2 separate regions of the Macaca mulatta genome follow, and region 1 is linked to region 2. Evidence: chromatin contacts called from public Hi-C data. All regions are on one chromosome and are shown on one strand. The core of a region is the stretch at or near the end of the contact, and the rest is flanking DNA. Distances in the headings are between cores, read along the strand shown.

Region 1 (6,836 bases), core at 2,165-4,664, 110 kb after region 2:
GTTCAAGTGATTCTCTAGCCTCAGCCTCCTGAGTAGCTGGGATTACAGGTGTGTGCCACCGTGCCCGGCTAATTTTTGTATTTTTAGTAGAGACAGGGTTTCACCATGTTGGTCAGGCTGGTCTCAAACTCTTGAACTCATATGATCTGCCTGCCTTGGCCTCCCAAAGTACTGAGATTATAGGCATGGCCACGGTGCCCAGGCCTTTTTTTTTTTTTTGAGATGGATTCTTGCTCTATTGTTCAGGATGGAGTGCAGTAGTGTAATCTCAGTTCACTGCAACCTCCACCTTTTGGGTTCAAGTGATTCTCCAGCCTCAGCCTCCTGAGTAGCTGGGATAGGTGTGTGCCACCATGCCCAGCTAATTTTTGTAATTTTAGTGGAGACGGGGGTTTCACCATGTTGGCCAGGCTGGTCTCAAATTCCTGACCTCAAGTGATCTGGCCGCTTTGGCCTCCCAGCGTGCTAAGATTACAGGCGTGAGGCACTGCACCTGGCCTCCACCCATTAATTCTTTCACCAGATATGCTATAATAGGCCATTCATCCTTTTATTCACAAGGTACACTACCAGTCTCAGTGGGTGCTACAAAGGTTGAGAAGACATGGACTTTATATTCTAGTAGAAATGTATTAGAATTCCTTTGGACACACTTTTACAAAGACCAACTCAAATGTATTGGCTCACTAGAATCGCATGGGGTCAGGAAAGTGCATTTCTCCAAGAAATAAAAGGATGCTGGTCAGACAAAGCAACTGATGTTCAATAAAGAGAATGCATACTCAAATAGTTTGTTGAGAACTAGGTTATTTTTAGACAGATCATCCAGATTAACATGCTGATTCAAATTGATTCTTCTTTTAAGAACAGAAAGTAAGGCCAAGTGCGGTGGCTCACGCCTCTAATCCCTGCACTTTGGGAGGCCAAGGTGGGCAAATCACCTGAAGTCAGGAGTTTGAAACCAGCCTGACCAACACGGTGAAACCCCGTCTCTACTAAAAATACAAAAATTAGCCAGGTGTGGTGGCGCATGCCTACAGTCCCAGCTACCCGGGAGGCTGAGGCAGAAGAATTTCTTTAACCTGGGAGGTGGAGGTTGCAGTGAGCCAAGATCATGCCGCTACACTCCAGCCTGGGTGACAGAGTGAGACTGTCTGGAAAAAAAAAAAAAAAAATAGAATGTATCACATTATCTGAACTTCTTCTTAATCTTCCAAACCTATTTTTCCCTGAAATCATGAAACAAATTTTCCTTTGGCATTCAAAAATTTCTTATAAACACAAGGTTGTAAAGTAGATATATTTTATGATGGTATGTAGTAGTAAGTGGAGATGGGTCATACACGTTTGGATTAACTCAAAAATAAAAAGACAAAAGCAGGAGTGTTAAAATTAGAATATAAAAGTGAAAGTAGAAAAGAACAGTGGAAATCCAACAAAAGTGGAAGGAAAGCAAAGTAATCAAGCAGCAATCTCAGAAAAGCAATCTGTCATACTGAGTTTGGGCAGTTGCATGGGAAGCCTTTGCCAAGCCAACAAGGAAGGAGGAAACTAACATTTGAATAGCTATCATGTCCAAAATGTTTCATTAGATACTTTCATTCAGACCACTTAACACAGAGTAATTGTTACTTCCAATCTGAAGATACAGAACTCCCAAATAAGAAAGATTATTTAGCTCACTCCAAGTCCATTTGAGCTGAAGTTTATCTGAAGCCAAAGTCCATTCTCTTTCCATTACCAAGCTGCCTTGCAGGAAGTAACACGCTATTTCAACAAAGGCCTATTTCATTGCTGAAGGGAAAAATTACCAAATGGCCACTGAAAGAACCCAAGGATTTAAATGAAGAACTTATCTACCAGCAGTTCTGGTGTGAAACTGTATAATAAAAATGAACTTATGTTGTTAAAGAACTTAAGTGGTTAGTACCCTGTAATCCCCTTGCCGATTTTGAAAATTAATCATTTCTGTCCACTTTCCTCCTTCTTCACAATTTCTGTCTCCAGACCATGTGGAGCTCATCCCATTTCAGTTTTTGCATATGTTACTCTTTCTGCTTGAAACACTTTTCCTCTCCAGATGGCATCAAGGGTGCTCCTGCTCAACACCAAAGATTTACTTTACTTAAATGTCAGCTCTACAAAGTCACCTGTTCCTGCAACTACCCCTATTAAGATAGCATTCCTATTCTCAGAGAGCACTTACCATTGTGTGAAATTGTTCTATTTGTTTAGGGTTTTTTTGTCTTTCCAAAAAGAATGTAAATTCCTTGAGAGAAAGGATCTTGTCTACCCTGTTTCTCCAGCACTTAAATTATTCTTGGACAGAGTAGGCCCTCTTCAAGTATTTATTGAGTACATGGATTGCAAGTGGTACAAAGTGAGACTAAAATGTATCACTGGTAGAAATAACGTGTGAGAAGCTACCAAAGAAGCCAAAGAGAGACTGCGTAGGAGTTACAGTGCCTACCACCTCTAAAGCAAAAGGAAACAAAATAATAATATGCAAACACTTAAATAGTGCTTACTCCATGCCAGGCACCGTTCTAAACATTTTATGTATCTATTCACTCATTTTATTCCTCATAATAAATAGGTTTCTCACTCCCCGCCGCCCTCTTTTTTTTTTTTTTTTTTTGCAGGTGAGTAATGTGAAGCACACAGGTTAACTTGCCCAGGGTTATAGTAGTTAACGACAGACTTAAAATTTGAACCCTGGCAGTGAACACTTTTTAAAAGTACTATTTGATACTGCCTCTCCAAAAAAGCTGATTGGTTGGCAGCATGGCCCAGCTAAGGTTTCTCTGTGACCATAAAAATAAGTCTATCGACTTAAAATAACTGGAGAGGGGATGAGAAATAAACGGTACATTTAGTTTCAGCCCACAGAAGTAGTAACATCATTGGTTATTACGTGCGAAAGTTCTCCATTCTCATCAACTTCTCAGATCCCACAAAATTTCACCTTTGGCCACAAAAACATCCCATTTCACCATCTTAACTTTCTCCCGCAACCCTTATGCCGCCTCATTCCAGTGTTTGTTCATTTAATATGCTCCAAATCCTGCATCTGCGGCTTTCTAGGGGCCAATGTCAACTCATCTGTGAAATTGCAGTAGTATCTCTCTAGTCTCCACCCCGCAAGAGGACTGAGCGAACGGTGAAGTGTGAGAGCGGTCTACTGATATTAATTTCTACCACTCTGATGGTTATTTTGAGTATCCTTTTCTCCTCCGCATTTTATGAGAAAAGAAACGCAATTTCACGTTCAGAAACGCCCTCCCTAAGCCGCACTGGCTTCTTGCTGACCGCTGGCCCGCCCCAATCACGCTTTGAGTCTGCGCAGTAGCGACTGCCCAAGCCCTTGCCTATTTCCTGCCGCCGCGTTTTGATGACGAAATTTTCCTGCGCCTCGGGACCGGCAGCGGCGCGTAAGGAAAAGTCAGTTTCCGTTTTTCCCGCGGATTCTGGTGCCTGTGGGGCCGGTGACCCAATACCATGAAGGAAACGCCACTCTCAAACTGCGAACGCCGCTTCCTACTCCGTGCCATCGAAGAAAAGAAGGTATGGTTTGGTCCCCGCAGAATTGCGCGCTGCATGGGCGCCCGGGTCTCAAGGTGTGGACTCATACCTGGTCCGCCTGGGCCGGGGGAGCCATTAGGGGAACGACCGGCACGTTCACCCCATTCCCCAGGCTTTATTTTTTTTCGACAGGTTCTTTTCGAGTCTCTAGTCACCCCAGCAGTTGTCCGTGCTGTAGTTTCCACTTTCTTGTATGGGCGGGGTGGTTAGGATTCCACTTTCCCCCAAGTGCTTAGCCCAGGGCCAGACAAAAAGTAGTTGCTTAAGACATACTTGTTGAAGGAATAAATGAATGAATGAATTTGTGCTTAACAGCGGCTGGATGGCAGACAAACCTATGATTATAGGAACATCAGGATCTCATTTGGAACAGATTACGGATGCTGCATTGTGGAACTTGGCAAAACAAGGTAACAGGATTTAAATGAGATAACACATTGAAAAGGGAGAAGTTTGAAAAAAGACCTTATTGACTCGGTTGTTTATAAAGCAGCTAAGAAGTCTGCACAGTATTCTTTGTTTAGCTGACAAAAATAAGTATTTTTTATGCAAGATTTTTTGATTTTGTGGTCACACTTGAACTTTTTAATCATAAACGTATTTTCTGTCACCTATCACATAGTTCTGACTTCTGTAAATCGTGTAGACAACCAGTAGTGCTCATATCGAATTTGTTTCTCACACTAATACAGAGATCTTGAGCATCTTGTCATTAAGTGTACATCCTGATTTCCTGTTTTTCGAGTGACATGAAAGTTAGGTTTTCAAATATTCATTTGAAAGTTGTAAGGCTATTTGGTCAGTTAATGGTGGTGAACTATGGCATGTGAAAACACTTAAATATCAAGTTTTCATGCCATCTTGTATCAATAAATACTTGCTTTAGAGGTAAAGGTCATTGATTTTTTAGAACAATCTGTGGAATAGTAAACATTGTAATAAGAAGAGAGGTGTTTTTTCTGTCGTGTTTTTAGTTGCACCAATTTATGTTTTATTTCTGTGTATATTATACTTTACATATATTTTTTACTTTCTATGATTTATCTGGCTTACTATGATATTACTCACATTAAGATTGAAACTTGTGATCTGTTTCAGATTTTTTTTTTTTGGAAGGAGAGTCTATTTAGTTAATACTTTGTACTTTATCTTTGCAGAGTTCTTGGACAGGTTTCCTGTGAACTTGTGTCTCCAAAACTCAATAGGGCAACAGAAGGTATTCTTTTTTTTAACCTTGAACTCTCTCAGATGGCTGCTCCAGCTTTCGAACCTGGCAGGTATTTAAATCTTTTTCTTAAGCTGCTTTAGTCATAGGAGAACCTAACAGCAATGAGCTTTTGTTTTAATACCAGGTGTTATATTTCATGACAGTAGCCCATTCCTATTTTCTTATTATAGGCAGTCAGATCTCTTGGTGAAGTTGAATCGACTCTTGGAAAGATGTCTAAGAAATTCGAAGTGTATAGACACTGAATCTCTCTGTGTTGTTGCTGGTGAAAAGGTGGGGAATATGCCCATAATTCTTAATCTTAGGATGAATACTGTTGATTCATGGATCCCGGTGTCTGAGCTTTTATTCTCAGAACTTTAGTCAACTCAAGTTTTGTACTGATTCACTTCACTTCAGATGTTCTTGAGTGATACCCTTAGAACTTTGTGCCACCTCTATCTCTCTGAAGGGATAAAAAGCATTATTCTAAAAGGGTGAAAATAGCAACTTAGATTTTTGTGTAAAAATATTTTATTCAAAGAATTTGTGGCTTTTTCATATAATCTCATTTTCTTATCTGCGTTCATAGAAGCAGGTGTTCATAGAAGCAGGTAGTTTTTCATGCAGAACTCAAGAACAGAAGAAATCCTTCATTTGGATAGGTTTATCGAGTTACACAGGGCCACACCATGTCAGTGGCAGGGATAATTTTGAAAATCTTAGTCCCAATAAATTGTGCTGCATTAGGATATTAGACTTTTATTCTTTTTTTTTTTTTGAGACAGAGTCTCACTCTGTTGCCCAGACTGGAGTGCAGTGGTATAATCTCAGCTCACTGCATCCTCTGCCTCCCCTGTTCAAGCAATTCTCCCACTCAGCTTTCTGAGCAGCTGGAACTACAGGCATCTGCCACCACACCCGGCTAATTTTTGTATTTTTAGTAGAGACAGAGTTTCACCATCAGACTGGTCTTGAACTCCAGACCTCAAGTGATCCACCCACCTTGGCCTCCCAAAGTGCTGGGATTATAGGCGTGAGCTACTGTGCCTGGCCAGAATTTGATTCTTGATTAGGGTATTTTGACAAGCATTTTTATTCCAGAGAAGTCATTTAGCTTTCCATATTCCATACCTAAGTATAATACTTCCTATTTGCATTACTTGTAAAGTTATTAAAAATATCACAAAACCTAAAAGGTTAACGTTTTTTAATTTTTGAAAATATTCATTATTTTCTGTTAGGGACAGTGACACTTTCATCCAGGCAGGAGTGCAGTGGTGTTATTATAGCTCACTGTAACCTTAAACTCCTGGGCTCAAGGGATCCTCTCTCCTTAGCCTCCCGAATAGCTAGGACTACAGGCGCATGCCACTCCACCCAGCTAACTAAAAAACTTTTTTTTTTTTCGTAGAGATAGGGTCTTGCTGTGTTGCCCAGGCTGGTCTCGAACTCCTAGGCTCAAGCAATTCTCCCATCTTCGCCTCCCAAAGTGCTGGGATTACAGGTGAATGCCACTGTGCCTGACCTAGAGTTTGTGGTTTTTAACAGACATGATAAAAATGTAATTAGATTTGAGGTTAGGAAAATCTTAGTATTAAACATTAGAGTAGTTCTGTCTATTTAAAGTATGTGTTCTACGATTAAACGACTCACATAGTATTTCAGATGTTTGGCTTAAATTTTCTAAAATACATTTTTTGTTAACAAACTAGAAGGAGTAACTGCATGTTTTAACAGCAAGAAAAATTACTTTGTGCACAATGTTACTTTTCTTGATAAATAGCCACTGGTTGTAATCAGGATTTATTTTATTTTAAATTCACTATCAGGTTTGGCAAATACGTGTAGACCTACATTTATTAAATCATGATGGAAATATTATTGATGCTGCCAGCATTGCTGCAATTGTGGCTTTATGTCACTTCCGAAGACCTGATGTCTCTGTCCAAGGAGATGAAGTAACACTGGTAAGCTCTTATGTGAACCAGGATCCTTGATACGAATGAATGAGGAGGGTCCTAAATGTGCAGGAAACTTGTTTTTA
Region 2 (7,019 bases), core at 1,636-4,135:
TACTCTGTTGCCCAGGCTGGAGTGCAATGGCACGATCTCAGCACACTGCAACCTCCGCCTCCCAGGTTCAAGTGATTCTTCTGCCTCAGCCTCCTCCCAAGTAGCTGGACTTACAGGTGTGCATCACCATGCCTGGCTAATTTTTGTATTTTTAGAAGAGATGGGGTTTCACCATGTTGGTCAGGCTAGTCTCGAACTCCTGACCTGGTGATCCGCGTGCCTCGGCCTCCCAAAGTGCTGGAATTATAGGCATGAGCCACCGTGCCTGGCCAATACTAAATATTTTAACAAAATGTTTTACTTTCATGATTTCCAAGAATAACTAGTAACAAAACTAGAGCAAAATTTAACACTGTGTATCTTTTTTGTTGTTGTTTTTTTTTTTTTTTTGAGACGGAGTCTGGCTCTGTCACCCAGGCTGGAGTGCAGTGGCGCGATCTCGGCTCACTGCAAGCTCCACCTCCCGGGTTTACGCCATTCTCCTGCCTCAGCCTCCCGAGTAGCTGCGACTACAGGCGCCCGCCACCTCGCCCGGCTAGTTTTTTGTATTTTTTAGTAGAGACGGGGTTTCACCGTGTTAGCCAGGATGGTCTCGATCTCCTGACCTCGTGATCCGCCCGTCTCGGCCTCCCAAAGTGCTGGGATTACAGGCTTGAGCCACCTCGCCCGGCCTCTTTTTAAAAACATTACTTGTAAGTTTTATGATGAGTAAAAACTGTAGTTTTGATAGAAACAGTCTTGGTGTTATACTGTCATAGGGCTCAGGTACATAATCTTATATGCAAACCACCATTCTAGGTTTTGTATACACATGACCTTTATGATACTAATCATTCTTTGAAATTATTAAAATTAATGTCCACAACTGGAAAATATGTTCACTTACACTATTTGGGTAAACAGTCTACATGATGAAAAGGAATTGATGGACCCTCAGACATCACGGGGGAACTTACAAGAGATTCAAGAAACTGCCAAATGAGCAAAGATAGAGGGAATTATTATTCCGTGCTTGTTAAATCTTCATGTACATCACCACACCAGCATATCAAGATAGGAAAAATATCCCTCAGGAAAGGAAAATTAATTCCACATAAAAGTATCCTTTCTATGGAGAAGAACCTAAACCAAACTTTCCACTTGAAGTAATATGAGAACTGTTTTACTGTAACATTTAAGTGCAAAGAGGAGGTAAGAATGGGGTCACTGTATAAGTTTACTAAAGTAACCAACTCATCTTAATCCTCCCATTTTCACTTGGAAAGGACCAAGAAACCTTATTCAATTTTGGTAAGTCAATCTGATAAAAAGTGAACTATAAATAAGAGAGAACATTGTTTTAGCAGTTAAAACACTTGTTTAAAAAAAAACCATCTGGACTCTGACAAGCCAGTTAGATTGACAAGATCTGTGAAATCAATTTGGAGTTTTTAAGCCCTGATATCTTATTCACAAAAGACTGTATAACATGGTCAGTATTTAAAGACCTTAAACTATCTTCTCTTTCCTACATTTTTGATAAACATTAATAACAGTAAAGAAGCCAGGCGCAGTGACTCAGGACTGTAATCCCGCCGAGGCGGGAGGATCACTTGAGGCAAGGAGTTTGAGACCAGCCTGGCCAACATGGTGAAACTCCGTCTCTACTAAAAATACAAAAATTAGCCGGGCGGGCCGGGGCGCCTGTAATCCCAGCTACTTGGGAGGCTGAGACACGAGAATTGCTTGAACCCTGAAGGCAGAGGTTGTAGTAAGCGAGATCACTAAATCACTGGACTCCAGCCTGGGCGACAGAGTGAGAGTCCCTCTCAAAAAAAAAAAAAAACAGTAAAGAAAGCCTGCAGTAGATTATCAATTTCTGAAACAGTCCCAAGTCCCAAGGCAAATTCAATTGAGAATTCGTTCCACGAGTTCATTGCTTAAGAAAAACAGTGCTTGTGTTTAATCTTTTGCATTAAAAAAGAAAAAAAAATCAGAGCCCACAACCTACAGTTTATTTTAGTAAAACTGGGCTGAGCAACTGGAAAAAGCCAATGCTCCATCATAGTATTAAAATACAGAAAACTTTGCGGAAAAAAAATAAAGGAAGTCAAGGAGGGAGGGAAAATGCGTTCGCCTCACATGACCACGATGAGCTGTTCTTGCTCTGGTTCTAATTTGAGCGACTCTCTGGATTTTGAGGAAGGCCCACTTTTACACATTCACTCATGAAAAGGGAGTGCACACAAATCCGGCCACGTCACCAGCTGCTGCGCGCGAAGGCAGCTTGGCGGCGTCGGTGCTGGTTCCGGAGGGCGCTCCGCGAGGAGAACCGGGACACAGGAAAGGGGGCGGGGAAGCAAAGAGGGAACAAGAAAGGTGGAAGCGATGTCCCCAAAGCAGGTTCCGTTTCCTCCTAAACTTTTTGGCCTTCAGACAAATCCTAAAAGTCCCTCGTCGCAGCATACAAAGTTGTGGGTAAATCCAGCGCGGTAGGGGGCGCACGGCCTTACCTGTGCCATGGCGACGAGTCAGGCCAGGGGAAGGTGAAGCAGGACTGCAAAACAGAAGAGACCTCGAGCTTAGCGCGCCACTCGCAACTTGCGCCCTCCCCAAGCGCAGGTCCGCGGGGAGGCGCTAAGACAGCCCGGAGGGCCCCGCCACGGGGCCGACCCGCCCTCTCGCAGCTACCAGGACAGCTCTCGGGCGAACGTCCGCGCGAACCCAGTGCCCTGCGACCCCGCTCCCCTCTCCAGAGGGAGCCCCCTCCCCGTGCTGCGGCCACTCACCCAGACTGTGGGACCCAAGTGCCCCGAACCACCGGGAAAGCGGCGGAGCGCCAGGCTACGGTACGCGGGGAAACGCCGGGATGAGGACGCCGAAGGATCCGGCAGCTGCACCAAGACTGATCCAAGCAACGGAAACGCCAGCGGCCCCGCCCCGGCCCTGCCCCGCTTGGCCCGGCCCACCCCCGCGAGGGACTCAACCGCAGGCAGGCCGCGCCAGCCCGGCCCGCCCCTGCCACGGCCTCAGCGCGCCTGCGTGGATCGCGGCTAGTCCCAGTCGGTGGCCAGCGGCGTGGACTGTCCCGCGGCTCTCGCGGGCCTGGGTGGGGCGCGGCCGCAGCGCTGCTGGAACCAAGAAGGGGCGGCCGCTCCCCCGAGGGCCCCAGGGACAGTCTTGTCTTCGCCCCGAGGGAAGGGCGTGGGGAGCTGTCCAGGACTCAGGGTTTTGGAGGTGCTTGAGCCTCCCTGCCTTCTGTGACCGTAGGAATCGTAGCCTCACTTGGGTGCTCGACAGAGCAGTGCATGGGCGTCTTTTTGGAGGCGAGACAAAATCATCGCAGCTAAGGGCAGCGCGCCTTTGTAAATGGGATAGAAAAAACCTGAAGGGAGGGCCGTTTCCCCAGTTGTTTTTGTTTCTGTTTTGTTTTGTTGTTTTTGTTTTGTTATGTTTTGTTTTGTTTTTTGAGACAGAGCCTCACTCTGTCGCCAGGCGAGAGTGCAGTGGCGCGATCTCGGCTCACTGCAACCTCTGCCTCCCGGGTTCAAGTAATTCTTGTGCCTCAGCCTCCTGAGTAGCTGGGATTACAGGCCTCTGCCACCACGCGCAGCTAATTTTTGTCTTTTTAGTAGAAACGAGGTTTCACCATGTTGGTCAGGCTGGTCTGGAACCCCTGACATTGTGATCCACCCGCCTCGGCCTCCCAAAGTGCTGGGATTACAGGCGTGAGCCACCGCGCCCGGCCTGTTTTGTTGTTGTTGTTATTGTTGTTGTTGTTTTGTTGTTTTTAATGCATATGATTGCTTCCTAGATGGCCCTCTCTTAAATGTACAGCCTTCTAGTAGCATATGTGGGGTATTTCAAAGCCTCTGCTTCAAATCAGTTTCTGTTTTCAAAACTAGCCTAGAACTTTAATATGACTTAAATTTAAGCCATGCCTCATATTGGTTCAACATAAAATATATGAGCATATGAGAGAGACGGGGAGGGAGGGAGAATCTACAGCGTATTGTACTAGCATGGTGCTGTGTTCTGTGAAAGGGCTTTATATGCAAAGGAGCCCCCAAATGCGAAGAAGCCAAGAAACCAAAGAACAAGGCAGACAAATCCAGTCTGTCGGTAATAGGTGTGTTATTGGAGGATATCATAGACAGAAGCGTGACCTTGGGCGGCAGCAAGCAGATAAATTTCTGCACTGTTACTCCCCCAACCCTGGCCTTATATATCGTAAAGAGAGAGTATACTGCTCTGCAAGACAATTAAAGGCAGCCCTCCAGATCAGGTGAGAATGCCTTATGCGTTATAGCCTACAATGTGGGCAATAGCATCAAGGTTGACATGTTCTTATGCTAAGGACAGTAAAAAAAAAAAAAAAATCCTAGGAATCAACAGGTATTCATGGGACTGGGGTTATTAAAGGTCAACACGGCGGATTAGCATCCAGGGTATAATCACTTTTGTCTCCACATGCTGGAAAAGGAAAAGTAGAAGACACAGTGACCTTCTCAGACTTACTGCTATGGGGAGGGAAAGTGCCAGGGCAGAGGTGAAAATAGGACAAGTTTGCGACACTAGATGCAGTGTTTTAGACATATGCTGGAATGGGAAGTGCAAAGTGCTTCTCAACGTGGAGGTTAAGGGTAAGAGATAGGGATCTAGTCTTCTTTGAGAATGAGGAAGAATAAATTAAATGGACAGCAAATGTGGTTCTTTGTATAGAACTTCTCATTCGCTTTCACGTGTGAACCACATGCTTATTCCAGCCCTGACAAAGTCACAAAAGAGTGGTTGTTCTCTGGAAAAGGAGGCAAAATTGCAAAATTTGTGGAGCTTGCCAACCCCATCACCCCCACCCCAGTGGCAGCTTGCCTTTCCTCTGGGAGCCTCCTCTCCACCAGCCCAGCTGTCTACTCAGCCTCAGGCTGTCCCCAAGTCAGCACCTCCCCCGGGCTTTCTTTACAGGTATTAATATATCTGAAGGCAGCCCTTTTCTGAGCATCTGTCTCTATTGCTCCAGCTTTTCTACTCTCTCTCTGCCCTGCACCAACAGCAGGACCTTTAATCTTGCCTAGAGCATTCTTTTTTCTCACCCACATCCACTTGAACTCAGTTTGCTTCTCTCACTTTCTGCTCTCAACATTAGTGGAATTAAACAGGACCCCAGAGATGCTATATTTAACAATCATTGGTTTTACAGGGACATGAGACTCGTCATGGGTTAGCGACTTGCTCTATGTCCTGCAGCTAAATACTGACAGAATCGATGAGTTATTGGACCCAGAGTCTTGATGTACTCCAGTTAGCATTTCTTTCACTTCCAGTAATATCAGTTTATTCAACTCCTACTCTGGACCAGGCACAGATCTAGGTGCTGGGGAAAACGCGGTAAGTGAAACAAAGGCCCTGCCCTCATAGGTCATACATTCTGGTGAAGGAAACAAACAATAAACAAATATCTAATATGTCCTGTGTGATGTGTAGTATAAATAAACTAAAATGCTAGGCAATGGAAATGAAGGGAACACTATTTTGCAAAGGTGATATGAAGCCATTTCTGAAAAGCCTTGGACAGAAACCTAAATTGATACAATTTAATTGTATTTGACAGCTATACACTGAGCACCTGTGGAAAGGCCATACCTAAGAATTTGCACCTTAATATTATAGATAAAGCATGTATACAAACACTACAATGAGAGACTGTAAATCATGAAAGAAATGCATAGAATGCAATCAAAATGCAATTAGTTTCAGAGGAAAGAGCTAATATTTTGTCAAATGGTTGACATGGCATTTTAATTAGGTTTTGAGCGAGGATATTTTATCAAACTATGAAGGGGAGAAAGGGTAGTCTGGTTAAGTGAACTGCAAAACCAAAAGAAGGGGAGTATCTCTTTGTGACTGTGACTTGAACTGTCTAAAATGTCTGGAGTGGAAGGTACATAAAGAGAGATTGCCACATAAAGATTCTGCTTTGAATCATGTATTTAATTGATGGATTTTGAACAACTGATGTTCTTAACTACTGAGTGATAGAAATGATAGGCACTCAGGAAATCTCTTTCACTACCTCTTGTCAGCCTAATAAACAGAGAGGGAGACTTTCTAAAACAAAATGATATTTATTTGGGAATGGGCATTGCAATAGGAATGTGTGTGCCATATTAAACTATTTTGTGTATTCAGGGAGGTAAAAGAAGACAAAGGTTTTTCAAGGAAGAAGGAGGATTACATCATTGTTTTGAGATAATTATCCTCGGCTACAGTAATCAATAACTAGAGTGGCACCAGTCTAATGTTGTACAGGCAGTTGCTGGGCAGATGTCTCTGCAGAAGTTCTGTGTGTGTGTGTACGCACACATGTGTGTGTGTGGTTGCAATGGCCTTTGTCCAAAGTTATGCTTTTTGCAGTATTTTTCAATAGTTCTTGTTATCAGGCATTTAGGTATTAGAACCCTACCTTCATGGCCTTCCCCAGCCATTTGTCAGGAATCTGTCTTGTTTTTTAACACAGGCGACTCCATTTTAATAAGGACAGCTTTCACAATCTTAAAAACAAGTGTCCGTCATTCATTCCCCAATGTCCTTTATCAGTGTCCAAATGTCATGTTTAGAATCTCTGCCAGATTCACCAGTTAACTCTTTCATCTTTCTAATTGAACTTTCTCTTCTTATACATTTAAAATTAAAGTCCTTCTTTCTCAGTGTATTGTCTTTGTGTTGTGTTCATTATAAGTACTACATAATAATTTTGGCGAGTTTGTTGTACTATTCTTGGATATAAATAATGAGTTTCAGCTGTTTTCTATGAGACACTCAGGTCACATCAGTTTTCTTTTTATTAGAGAAATATACCAAATGCCAGAGAACTGATTTACAAACACACTCTTGAAACTCTATTTATTTGTTAACTCAGGACTTTCCCTATTTCTCTCAATTATTTGGATCATTCAGAACTAGCCAATTTATTCTAAATAAGTTGCTGAGCTGCTTTGTGTTTTAGTTTCTACATCTCTCAACTCTAATATTTTGATCAT

What was found. A called contact is a pair of places that touch in the nucleus more often than the background predicts.
Region 1: a contact with region 2 is called in a Hi-C map of liver, with 2.2 times the contacts expected there. The contact joins the promoter of EXOSC9 here to the promoter of ANXA5 in region 2. A contact is called at or near these places in 3 of 14 Hi-C or Micro-C datasets (cortical neurons, fetal cortex germinal zone and liver).

Annotation. Positions count from the first base shown.
Region 1 is chr5:130,615,002-130,621,837 of T2T-MMU8v2.0, forward strand. It overlaps EXOSC9 (exosome component 9), which reads left to right and starts at 3,415. Exons shown (of 12, transcript XM_015139157.3): 1 at 3,415-3,564; 2 at 3,898-3,992; 3 at 4,740-4,859; 4 at 4,981-5,083; 5 at 6,622-6,759. The coding sequence starts at 3,499.
Region 2 is chr5:130,508,328-130,515,346 of T2T-MMU8v2.0, forward strand. It overlaps ANXA5 (annexin A5), which reads right to left and starts at 2,886. Exons shown (of 13, transcript XM_015139155.3): 1 at 2,769-2,886; 2 at 2,493-2,536. The coding sequence starts at 2,501.